Linked DNA regions of Sus scrofa: region 1 is linked to region 2. The links are chromatin contacts, called in public Hi-C maps. All regions are on one chromosome and are shown on one strand. Each heading gives the region's core, a stretch centred on a gene start, on an enhancer-like site or on the middle of the called end of the contact. The rest is flanking DNA. Distances are from core to core; before and after follow the strand shown. Region 1 holds the start of DNAI1 (dynein intermediate chain 1, axonemal). Region 2 holds the start of ARID3C (AT-rich interactive domain-containing protein 3C).

Region 1 (5,496 bases), core at 2,695-5,194, 180 kb after region 2:
AGCCACTGCAGTTGGATTCCTAATCCCTGAGCCATAGCAGGGACTCCAATGTATTTTACTTATTTGTTTATGACCAATTGACCTCCAACTAAAAGATAAGCTCCATGAGAGCAGGGAGTTTTGCTTATTGCCATATCACCAATACCTGGAACAGTACCTGGCATAGAATATAGATGCTCAATAAATAACTGTTGAGTGAGAGTAACTGCTTACATCATCGGAATGTTCATCCTCTTAATTTTCAACACCCAGCTCTTAAGGCATGGGTATGTGTATTTCACATTTGAATCATTCATAGTCCTACTACCAAAGCAGATATAAACAGGAACCCAAAAAGTGGGCTTCTCCAGTGACATTTCCTTGTTATCACTCCCCACTAGTCTCCTGATCCTAGGCTCACCCCTTTCTATCCTTCAAACTCACTCAGATTAAAATTTCCAAAGAACAACTCAATATTCAGAATTCAAAGTTTTTTTTCTTTCAGAATTTAATCTATTCCAGTAATTGTGCTAGGTTCGGGGGAATGAATGGCGAATGAGACAGACATGATCCTTGCCATCACAGAATTTATCACCCTGTCCTGACTCCAGAAAGGGGATTTAATCCCTTGGAGGAGAATATTATGGGCAAACTGAGACAGTGATATATGAACAGGAGATGAAGGAGGGATTTAGGGTAGAGTGGAATGGTGCAGGGGGCAGCAGACAGAAAAGACTATACCAGGCAGGCAGAGGAAACAGTGATTTCAAAGACCTAGAGGAGAAAGACAGTGTGGATGTCACTTTCCAGGAAACGAGGGCAGTTCAGTGTGCTGGGACTGTGGGATCATCACAGAGTGACAGCGAGATCCAAAGTAGAGTGGGTAGCCAAGGCTAGACCTTGGCTTGTATGGCTTGTAGGCCATACAAAGCAAGTTGAACTTTTGGGACTTTATCCTGAGGGCTAAAGGGAGTCAATAAAAGGTCTCATGGGCAGTGCAACATAAACAATGGGGTTTAAACTCTTCTCTGTCTTCTAACAAATCCAAATCCTGGGAGTTCCCATTGTGGCTCAGTGGTAAAGAACCCAACTAGTGTCCATGAGGAGTTCCCAATATGGCACAGCAGAAATGAAACCAACTAGTAATCATGAGGTTGCGGGTTCTATCCCTAGCCTCGCTCAGTGGGTCAAGGATCTGGCATTGCTATGAGCTGTGGTATAGGTCACAGATGCAGCTTGGATCCAGCGTTGCTGTGGCTGTGGCGTAGGCAGGCAGCTGTAGCTCTGATTTGACTCCTAGCCTGGGAATGTCCATATGCCACAGGTGCAGCCCTAAAAAAAAGACAGATGACAACAACAACAACAAACACTAATCCTGACCTTCCCTCTTCACTGTGGGCATCCAAGTCATGGTTCCTCCAGCCCTGAAGATTTTGTGCTGATCCACGCTTCACCTCTCTCTCTCAGCCTCAGGGATCCCATCTCCCCTTATCTTTGTATGCCTGTGTTCTGTCTCCCCCACTGCACTGAGTTCCCAGAGGACAGGGACTTCTTAAGGCTCTCAAGGTTGTCCCACACCCAGCTCACCACTGACCCAGAATGGGCCTTACTGAGACAAGTGGGTGTTGAATACAACCTAGCACAATCCAGTTTTTCCCTCAAACCTTACACACCAGTATTTATGTTCTAAAACAACCCTTCCCTTCAAGGGGCAGTGCTGATGTGTGCAAGGGCAGTTGACCCCCGTTTCTGTTTCCTGTTGCAGTCACCTCTCTTTGCTCTCGGTTTACCTAGCCTCTAATATCTCCTCTAAGGGGCTGGAGAAAGGATTCCCAAGCTTGTTCAAACAGCAAGTGCTAGAAAAATTTAATCTGTAGTGACAGAAAGCAGAGCAGAGGTTACCTGGGGCTGGAAGGTTGGAGGAAAACTGCCTGGGATGAGGCACAGGGAAATTTTTTGCGGGTAGAGGAAGTGTTCTATAAATTGATGGTGGTGGTGGTTCACAAGCACATAAATTAGTCAAAACCTGTCAACATGTATAACTAAAATAGTCCACTTCATTATATGTAAACCAGGCCTCAGTAATGCTTATTTTAAAAAACCTGCATGTAAGAGTTCTCTTGTGGTACAGTGGGTTAAGAATTTGGTGTTGTCATTGCTATGGCTCAGGTCACTGCTGTGATGCTGGTTTGATCCCTGGTCCAGGAACTTCTGCAAGCAACAGGCATGGCAAGCAAGCAAGTAAATACATACATACATAATACATATGTACATACATACATAAATACATAAAACAGACAAATAAATAAAGCTGCAAGTAAATTAAGAGTCAGTAAGCCTGGGAATTCCCTTCATGGCTCAGTGGTTAATGAGCCCGACTAGGATCCATGAGGATTTAGGTTGGATCCCTGGCTTTGTTCAGTGGGTTAAGGATCCAGTATTGCTGTGAGCTGTGGTGTAGCTCTCAGATGAGGCTCAGATCCCACGTTGCTGTGGTTGTGGCATAGGCTGGTAGCTGTAGCTCTGATTCAACCCCTAGCTTGGGAACCTCCACATGCCACCGGTGTGGCCCTAAAATAGCATAAATAAGTATACAAATAAATAGTTGCTAAGCCTGAGTACAGTACACGAGCTGCAAACACAGTTTAACCCCAACATTAAACTATGGCAAGGCCATATGGGAATAGCATCCTCCCCATGGCTGCAGAGATCTAAGAATGATGGGTGCACCTGCTACAGAAGGCCAGGTGAAAGAAGCAAAGGAACAAAGGCTAACATGGAGGAGGCCAGACCAAAATATGTAAAGTCACAAGCAGCATGCACATAGATTTGCTCTCCAAACCTCAAAACACCCAGGCCTGAGTGATGGAAGTTTAGAATCAATAAATAGAAGCTCTGCCTCAAAAAGCCAGAAGCTGCATATTAGTCCCAAGGTGATAAATTCATAAAGAGTTTGGAAAAAGTGACTCTTGTAGGACTGCATGGCTTGACCACAGAGGCTCCTCGAGAAGCTGGGCTTTACCTCTCCTTCCAGGGTGAAAGGGTCACCTTGGGTTTCCTGGGAGAAGGGGTGATGACTTTCCAGGTGGCAACAAGGACAGTTTGGAGTGTTCAGCACGTGAATGGGGACAGGAAAGGGGTCTCTCGCCTCTTCCTCTTTCAGTGAGCTCTCTCTCCTTATGAGTCTCCAAACACAGAAGATCTAAACCAAATGCCTGCACCTAACCTCTGTGTCTCTCATGCAGTTCTCCCAAACTCCCTCTGTGAGCTCCCAAAGGCCTGTGTCTCCACCTAGCCCAGCACGGAGCACATAGCAAAGGGCTGAAAAAATAATTTCTTTGGGAGAAGAATGTGAGGGCAAAGAGGAACATATTGGGGGCGGGGGGAGGGGTGTGCTTAAGGAGGATGGGCTGCTCTGGAGGGGTCTGTGGAGTGAGGAAGTGCAATGGTGAGAGGACAGGTCAAAGAGTGGTGGGAAACAGTGGGTCAGGGGCAGTGTGAAAGAGGAGGCTAAGAGTAATGGAAGAGAGCTAGTCTGGGGACACAGGCCAGGGGTCACAGGGAGAGAGAAGGTTAGGGGTCAATAGGGAAAGGAAGATGAAGGATCAGTCGCAGAGGTATGATCACTGGTCACTGGCAGCGAAGGTCAGAGGTCACTGGGATAGAGCAGGTCTCGGTGTGTGTTACCTGCTTATGAGGCGGCTGTTTGTGGGGCATCTTCAAAGAAGCAGGAAGCACCTCAACTCCTGGAGCACCTACAAAACGCTCCCTCGCCTGAGGACAAGAAGACTGTCCGTTCCCTCAATCATGCACAGGAAATCCGGATTCTCTTTCACTTCAATTCCCAATCTCAGGGGTTCTTTGGGGACAACTGTCGCTGTGGGTCTCCGTGCCCTTGCAGAGTGGAATCGGCTCCTCCCTGACGCGGTTACCCAGCAACCAACCGGCAGCCAAGGCGCAGGCGCCTCCGACGCCCCCTCACGGCTGGAGGAAAAGGCGGGGCTGGGCGAGCAGGGAACCCCCAGCTCCGCTAAGCCCGGCCCCCTCCGTCAAGACTCGACTCGCTGCCCTGCGATTCGGAACTCCTGCATGTGGGAGGGGCTAGGGCCCCAGATACCGCCTCCTCATGAATAATGCAGACTTCAGGCGGTGTCCCGGACCCGGAAGTGGAGTTGCCGAGTCACCGCAGTGGCTGAGCTGCTGACAGGAGGCGGCGGCGGAGGAGGAGGCGAGGCAAGACCTGCGGCTCTGCCGGGCCACAGTCGCTGTAGTGCTAGGCGAGTCGACGGAGCCACGCCGGCCTCAGCCCGCCTGCAAACCTCCCGCCCCGCGCTCACCCCTCCATCTGCCCGACTCATCCGGGGCGGCCTAGTCTGCACCACCCACCAGGCTCCTTGGGGCCGCCGCCCCGCGCGGTCCCGTCGGCGTCCCTGGCCGCGCCCGGCCCCTGGCCCGCTCGCCCACCGGCACCATGATGGAGGAGATCGACCGGTTCCAGGTGCCCACCGCGCACTCGGAGATGCAGCCGCTGGTGAGGGGGCGGGCGGCGGGCAGGCCAGGGCCGGGAGGGGGCGCTGCCTTGAGGAGGAGGGAGGGAATCAAGCCTGGGGGACAGTGCGGAGAGGGCGCCTCGGATGGGGCAAAGAGGGCCATGAAAATGCCTCTCCGGGGGAGGGAGACTTGCAGGACAAGAAAGCCGTGGGAGAATACGTGGGATGATAGCAAAGGGGCCTGTAAGGGCGGAGAGCACTGTCAGCGAAGGCAGGCCAAGGGAGCTACGGGGAGTGCCGTCGGATGGAACCGAGCGGGGGCACAATGGTGCACACCGTTAGTGGAGGCCCATAACGGGGGAAAGAAGGGAACTGTCATGGGGCATCGCCGGTGGCAGGCCCAGGGGCTGTGGTGAGAGGTAGGGAGGCGTTTAGACCTAAAGGCCTGTGATGCTCAGAGCGGGGGATGGGGCCAGCGAGCAGACAGTCTGAGGGACCCGAACTGGTTTGTAGAGGAGGAGGGGCCTGCCCGCCAGTTCACTGGCTATGTATGGGAACGCGGGGACTGACCGTGGACCAGTGGGAGCAGGGGGAGAGTCCATGCAGGACCCCGGAATTTCGTTCTCCGGAGGAGAACGTGGTCAATCTAGCCTGGGGGTGCTGGAGCCGGGAAGGAGAGAGCACTGTGGCAAAACAGAGAATCCGGGGCGCAGATGAGAGAGCTCGGGAACCGGGGGAGAGGGGGCGGGGCCGCTCTGGAGCCGCTTGTGCCCACCGGTTCGGGAGAGCCCCCAGCATCCTAGGCCTACGTGCTTAGAGTCCTTGCTGGGCGCCGATCCTGCAGCCTGTCCGCTGCCCGGGAGTCAAGGAAGAATGATGTCATCGCTGCCGGCGCACAGGGAATGGAAGGGGGAGGGCGATGCACGGAGGCCGGCCTCAGGGAGACGGTACCCTCTGACCACCGACCGCTCCCTGGGGCCACCTGACTGGCTTGTCCACCCAGTGGGCGGGAGACGCCGAGGCCTAG
Region 2 (5,341 bases), core at 1,687-4,186:
GGGAAACCAGTTGCCATGTTGGTGGACACCCAGGCGTGAGGTCCTCTCCTATGGAGGGATCCACCTGGGGAGAATAGCCTGACAACGGCCATGTGAGCGGATCGGATCCTCCAGTCCCAGGCACATCTTCAGCTGACTGCAGCCCTAGCCAATATTTTTACTACAACCTCAAAAGAGACAGCCAGAACAACTCAGCTAAGCCACTCTCGAATTCCTGAGTCACAGCATTGTGGAAAAATAAATGTTTGTTGTTTTAAGCTGCTAAGTTTGAGTGTAATTTGTTGCACATTCGTAGGTAACTAATGCATTCTCTCTCTCTATTCCCCTCAGCACATTCTTGCTCTTCTGCATTTTACTTATTGCCATGTGACACATTATATACTCCCATTCCTGGGATTATGGCCATTATAATCAGGACTTTGTTTTATTTACTCCTGTGTCCAACAGAGCTTCACATAAAGTAGGTGCTCAGGAAGTACGTGTTGGATGAATAGAAGTCTAGTCTGTCTCTGTGAGGAATAGGATGGGGGGCGCGGGGGGAGCTATGTGTGGGTATGAGACAGCCTTTCCTCTTTACCGATGGAGAGAAAGGGAGAGAGCAAACCCAGGTTCCAGGCAGGTTATTCCTCCCCTTCTGGCCTTCCCAGTTGTGCTCTCCTGGCCCAGACCCCAAAGGTGAGTTTACTGTGCTTGATTGATTCTTTTCTTTCTTTCTTTCTTTCTTTTTTTTTTTCTATTTCTTGGGCCGCTCCCACGGCATATGGAGTTTCCCAGGCTAGGGGTCCAATTGGAGCTGTAGCCACCGGCCTACGCCAGAGCCACAGCAACGCGGGATCCGAGCCGCGTCTGCAACCTACACCACAGCTGCAACCTACACCACAGCTCACGGCAACGCCAGATCCTTAGACCCACTGAGCAAGGGCAGGGACTGAACCCACAACCTCATGGTTCCTAGTCGGATTCATTAACCACTGTGCCACGACAGGAACTCCTGATTCTTTTCTTTTTTTCTTCTTTTTTTTTAAATGCTTTTTTAGGGAGTTCCCGTCATGGCGCAGTGGTTAACGAATCCGACTAGGAACCATGAGGTTGCGGGTTCGGTCCCTGCCCTTGCTCAGTGGGTTAACGATCCGGTGTTGCCGTGAGCTGTGATGTAGGTTGCAGACGCGGCTCGGATCCTGCGTTGCTGTGGCTCTGGCATAGGCTGGTGGCTACAGCTCCGATTCGACCCCTAGCCTGGGAACCTCCATGTGCCTCGGGAGCGGCCCAAGAAATAGCAAAAAGACAAAAAAAAAAAAAAAAAAAATGCTTTTTTAGGGCCATTCCCGAGGCATGTGGAAGTTCCCAGGCTAGGGGTGGAATCAGAGCTGCAGCCGCCGGCCACAGCAACGCCAGATCCTTAATCCACTGAGCGAGGCCAGTGATGGAACCTGCATCTTCATGGATACTGGTCGAGTTTGTAACCCTCTGAGCCACAAGGGGAACTCCCTGATTCCTTCCTTTGGGGAGTGGCTGCCAGTTCTTTCCCTTCTCCACCCCTGCAAAGCAATCTCCAAATCCTCAGAAGTAGAATTTCCCCAAGACAATTCCTACCTTTCCAAGAAGGGTCTTAGCTTTGAGGATGTATGAAGAGCAAAATGCTGATGACTGTTGAATCCATGGAGTAGCAGAGGTTCATTACGCTACCTACTCTTCTTGTGTATATGTTTGAAAATTTCCATAATAGAACATAAAAAGAGCTAAAAGCAGAATTTCCTGGTGGCCTAGCAGTTAAGGTACCTCCTTTCCTTTGAGAATCCTGGAAGCTGTGTGTGGAAAGCGGAGCAAGCTAAGCGCAGGAGTTGCCTTGGAGGCGGTGACAAAGGAGGGGCCTTGACTCTGCCCCAGGAGAACCACACAAAGCCCTGGTGGCAGGGGTATTGGAAGGTAGTTGGATCACCAAGGCTTCTTGGTAGGGAGGGGTCCGACTGGCTGCCAGATCTGAAATCTGAGCGGATGGGCACTGGAGTGATCCAAGGGTGTGAGTGAGCAGAACTGAAACTCAGTGTGGCCAAGGGTGGGCCAAAAAGAACAAAGACTTGGTGCCACAGTGGGAGCTGGGCTGGGGACAAGGGTAGAGGCTGAAGACAGGAAGAGCAAAGGGATGTCATCCAGCACAAGTCCTTGTAAGAAGAGCTGGTGGGGAGTTCCTGCTGTGGCTCAGTAGAAACGAATCTCACTAGCATCCATGAGGACGAAGATTTGATCCCTGGTCTCGCTCAGTGGGTTAAGGATCCAGCGTGGCCATGAGCTGTGGTGTAGGTTGCAGATGCGGCTCGGATTCCACGTTGCTATAGCTGTGGCGTAGGCTGGTGGCTACAGCTCTGATTAGACCCCTAGCCTGGGAACCTCCATATGCCAAGGGTGTGGTCCTAAAAAGACCAAAAAAGAAGAGCTGGTGGTTCAGACCAAGGCAAGCACAGTCTGAGAGGAGCCTGGGTGGAAGAGGGTGGAGGAGAGAAGAGTCAAAAAGTCACACCTGAGTTTCTGCCTATTAGAGGAATCTTGGCCCTGAGACCAGTGTGCTTCCCTGGATATGAATAAGTTCAGGGATGCTCCTTGGTGCTGAGTTTCACGAAGCAGAGTTTCACACCCATGCCAGGCATTATTCCTACAGAGCATTGCCTTCGTGTTACCCTCAGTGCTTTTTTTTTTTTTTTTCTTTTTGCCATTTCTTGGGCCACTCCCGTGGCACATGGAGGTTCCCAGGCTAGGCGTCTAATCAGAGCTGCAGCCGCCGGCCCACGCCACAGTCACAGCAACATGGGATCCAGGCCACGTCTGCTCGAATCCCAAGTTGCTGTGGCCCTGGCATAGGCCAGTGGCTACAGCTCCGATTAGACCCCTAGCTTGGGAACCTACATATGCCAAGGGGTGCGGCCCTAGAAAAGACCAAAAAAAAAAAAAAAAAGACCAAAAGAAAAAAGAAAAAAAAAATATCCATAATAGAACATAAAAAGAGCTAAAAGCTGAAGTCCCTGGTGGCCTAGCCGTTAAGGATCGGTGTTGTCACTGGTGTGGCTCAGATCTGGTCTCTGCCCAGAAACTTCCACATGCCTCCAGTGCCACCCAAAAAAAAACTGTGTGGCTCTCTATCTGCAAGTGGAATGTGTACCCTGCTGCTGGTGAGGAATCAGCTCAGACACCTCTGAGTGTGTGGATGCAAAAGTGATTCCCCCACCATGTTCGCATATTGTGCAAACTGCAGCTCCCAGGCAGGCAGTTGGGGGCAGCACCTGGACAGGGGGAGACGCTTCGGTTCCCTCGGGCCTTCCACACTCACCCAGGTACCCTGGGTGGTACCTGGCCTTACCCCTGCAGAGAGGTACACCTGGCCGTCACATCCTGCCCAGGCCATTGGCGCTATAGTGTCTATGTAACCAAGTATGTGAGTCGGGGCAGCTGTGTACCTTGAACTTGTGACAGCGTGTGTTTGTGTATGAACACAAATGTTTGTGTGTGGATGCCGGGCACTGAGGGAGGGTGTTGTGGGGGCCTCTGGACCTATGAGGCCAGGCGGGGCCCTAGTCCAGAGTTCAGGGGTGGTGGGTGCCTCACTCTCCTTTGCTCTCCAGCGCCCCCTCCCCCGTGAAACTGGCTGTGAGGAGGGTGGGAGACACCTGTTGGGGGCCTGGGAGAGGCCAAGCCCACCCGGGCCTCTCCTCCACCCCGCGCCCCCGCCCGCCCTGCCGGGCTCGGGTCCCGCCCCCGCGGCCGCCGCCAGCAGAGCAGCGAGTGAGCGCACCGCGGCCGGAGAAGCGCACCGCGGCGGCGGCGGGAGCGCAAGGTGGGGGACCCCGCACAGGGAACCGAGCCGAGAAGGGGACGCCCGAGAGGCGGGCGGAGCAGAGGGAGCGCCGTGGAGACACCGGGGACAGCGGGCCGCGCCAGGCTGGTGAGTGTGGCCGCGGGGAGCCAGAGAGCGGGCGTGGAGACCCTGCCGTCCCTGTCCCGTTCCGGGCTCTGCCCCCGGCAGGCATCCTGTTCCCGCTCCTCCTTGGTTCTAGTCCTCTGCGTCTCTGCCCCGTCTGTTTTCTGTCCCCCTCTATTTTACTGTCTCACCCTGTCTCTTTCTAATCTTTCTTCTGTCTCTGTCTCCTGCTGCTTCGGTCTTTCTCCGTCTCTCTCAACCCTGGTCTCACTGTTTCTCTCTGCCTCTGTCTCTGTCCCTGGACCGCTTGTCACTCAGGTCTTTGATATTTTTCTCTTGCTCCTCCATCTCTTACCTTCTCTGTCTCTCTACTCAATCCATCTGTCAATCTCATCTCTCCCTATCTCTGCTTCTCTCCACAGTGGTCCCTCTCAGTCTCTTGTCTCTCTCCATATCTCTGTCGCATCTCCATTTCTATCCCTGTATCTCCCTGTTATTGTCTCTCTTGGATCTTCCTCTCTCCTCCATCTCTCTCTGTTTCTCGAGCCTCATCACCCTCTTTGATCTGCTCAGTCTCTATCTGTCCTCAGTCAATGCCCATTTCTGTCTCTTTGGGTCTTGTCTCTGTCTCTCCTGCTGGCTTTCTCTCTGCCGACGACCTCTGGGAGAGCTCTCTTTCCGCCTTCTTCCTTATGGTCCTGCTGTACCTCCCTGACTCCATGACTGCCACCTCTTATGCTGGGGGTTGTGGGGGAGCAGGGCCCCAACACCCGTAATTCCCTCCCCCACAGGCAGCCCTTTCCTCAGGGCCCCGCCTGGTGCCAGCACCCCCAGCAGTGGGGGGACTGCGCCTGGAAGCTGTAATGGAGGCCCTGCAAAGACAGCAGGCGGCCCGGCTGGCCCAGAGGGTGGGGCCACTGGCCCCTCCACGCCCACCACCACCACCACCACCACGACCTTCCTTTCCTGGCACCCGGACCCTGCAGGCCCCTGAGGGGGGCTTGGGGAAGGTTGGAGCTGAGGAAGAAGAGGATGCTCAAGAGGATGAAGAGGGAGAGGAAGCTGGGCCAGAGGATGAGGCAGCCGAGGGGGAGAGCCATCCAGGGACCCAGGATACCAGCTCACCTTCCAGTCAGCCCCCTGGACCTCATCCCCATGAGTGGACCTATGAGGAGCAGTTCAAGCAGGTAGGACCCTCTCAGCATCAGGGGACCTCCCCCTTCCTACTCTCTGGGCAAAAGCAGGGCAAGGTGATGAGTAGCCCACCGACCCCCACTGCGTTCTGCAGGATGGAAAGACAGAGACACAGAGGCCTGGAGAGAGACAGTGGGAAGACTGAAGGATAGACAGGGACAGGGATGGGGAGGGAGAGACACATCGAGACACAGAAAGAAGTGCATAGACACACACTAAGAGGTGCAGGAGACGCCC

The links. A called contact is a pair of places that touch in the nucleus more often than the background predicts.
Region 1: a Hi-C map of epiblast stem cells shows a contact between it and region 2, with 3 times the contacts expected there. The contact joins the promoter of DNAI1 here to the promoter of ARID3C in region 2. A contact is called at or near these places in 1 of 47 Hi-C or Micro-C datasets (epiblast stem cells) and 1 of 2 datasets of contacts at active chromatin or transcription factors (alveolar macrophages).

The regions. Positions count from the first base shown.
Region 1 is chr10:32,351,500-32,356,995 of Sscrofa11.1, forward strand. It overlaps DNAI1 (dynein intermediate chain 1, axonemal), which reads right to left and starts at 3,945. Exons shown (of 20, transcript XM_021064678.1): 1 at 3,667-3,945. The coding sequence starts at 3,696. FAM219A (protein FAM219A) reads left to right here and starts at 4,129. Exons shown (of 6, transcript XM_013980170.2): 1 at 4,129-4,510. The coding sequence starts at 4,451.
Region 2 is chr10:32,168,297-32,173,637 of Sscrofa11.1, forward strand. It overlaps ARID3C (AT-rich interactive domain-containing protein 3C), which reads left to right and starts at 2,937. Exons shown (of 12, transcript XM_021064675.1): 1 at 2,937-3,934; 2 at 4,702-5,097. The coding sequence starts at 4,774.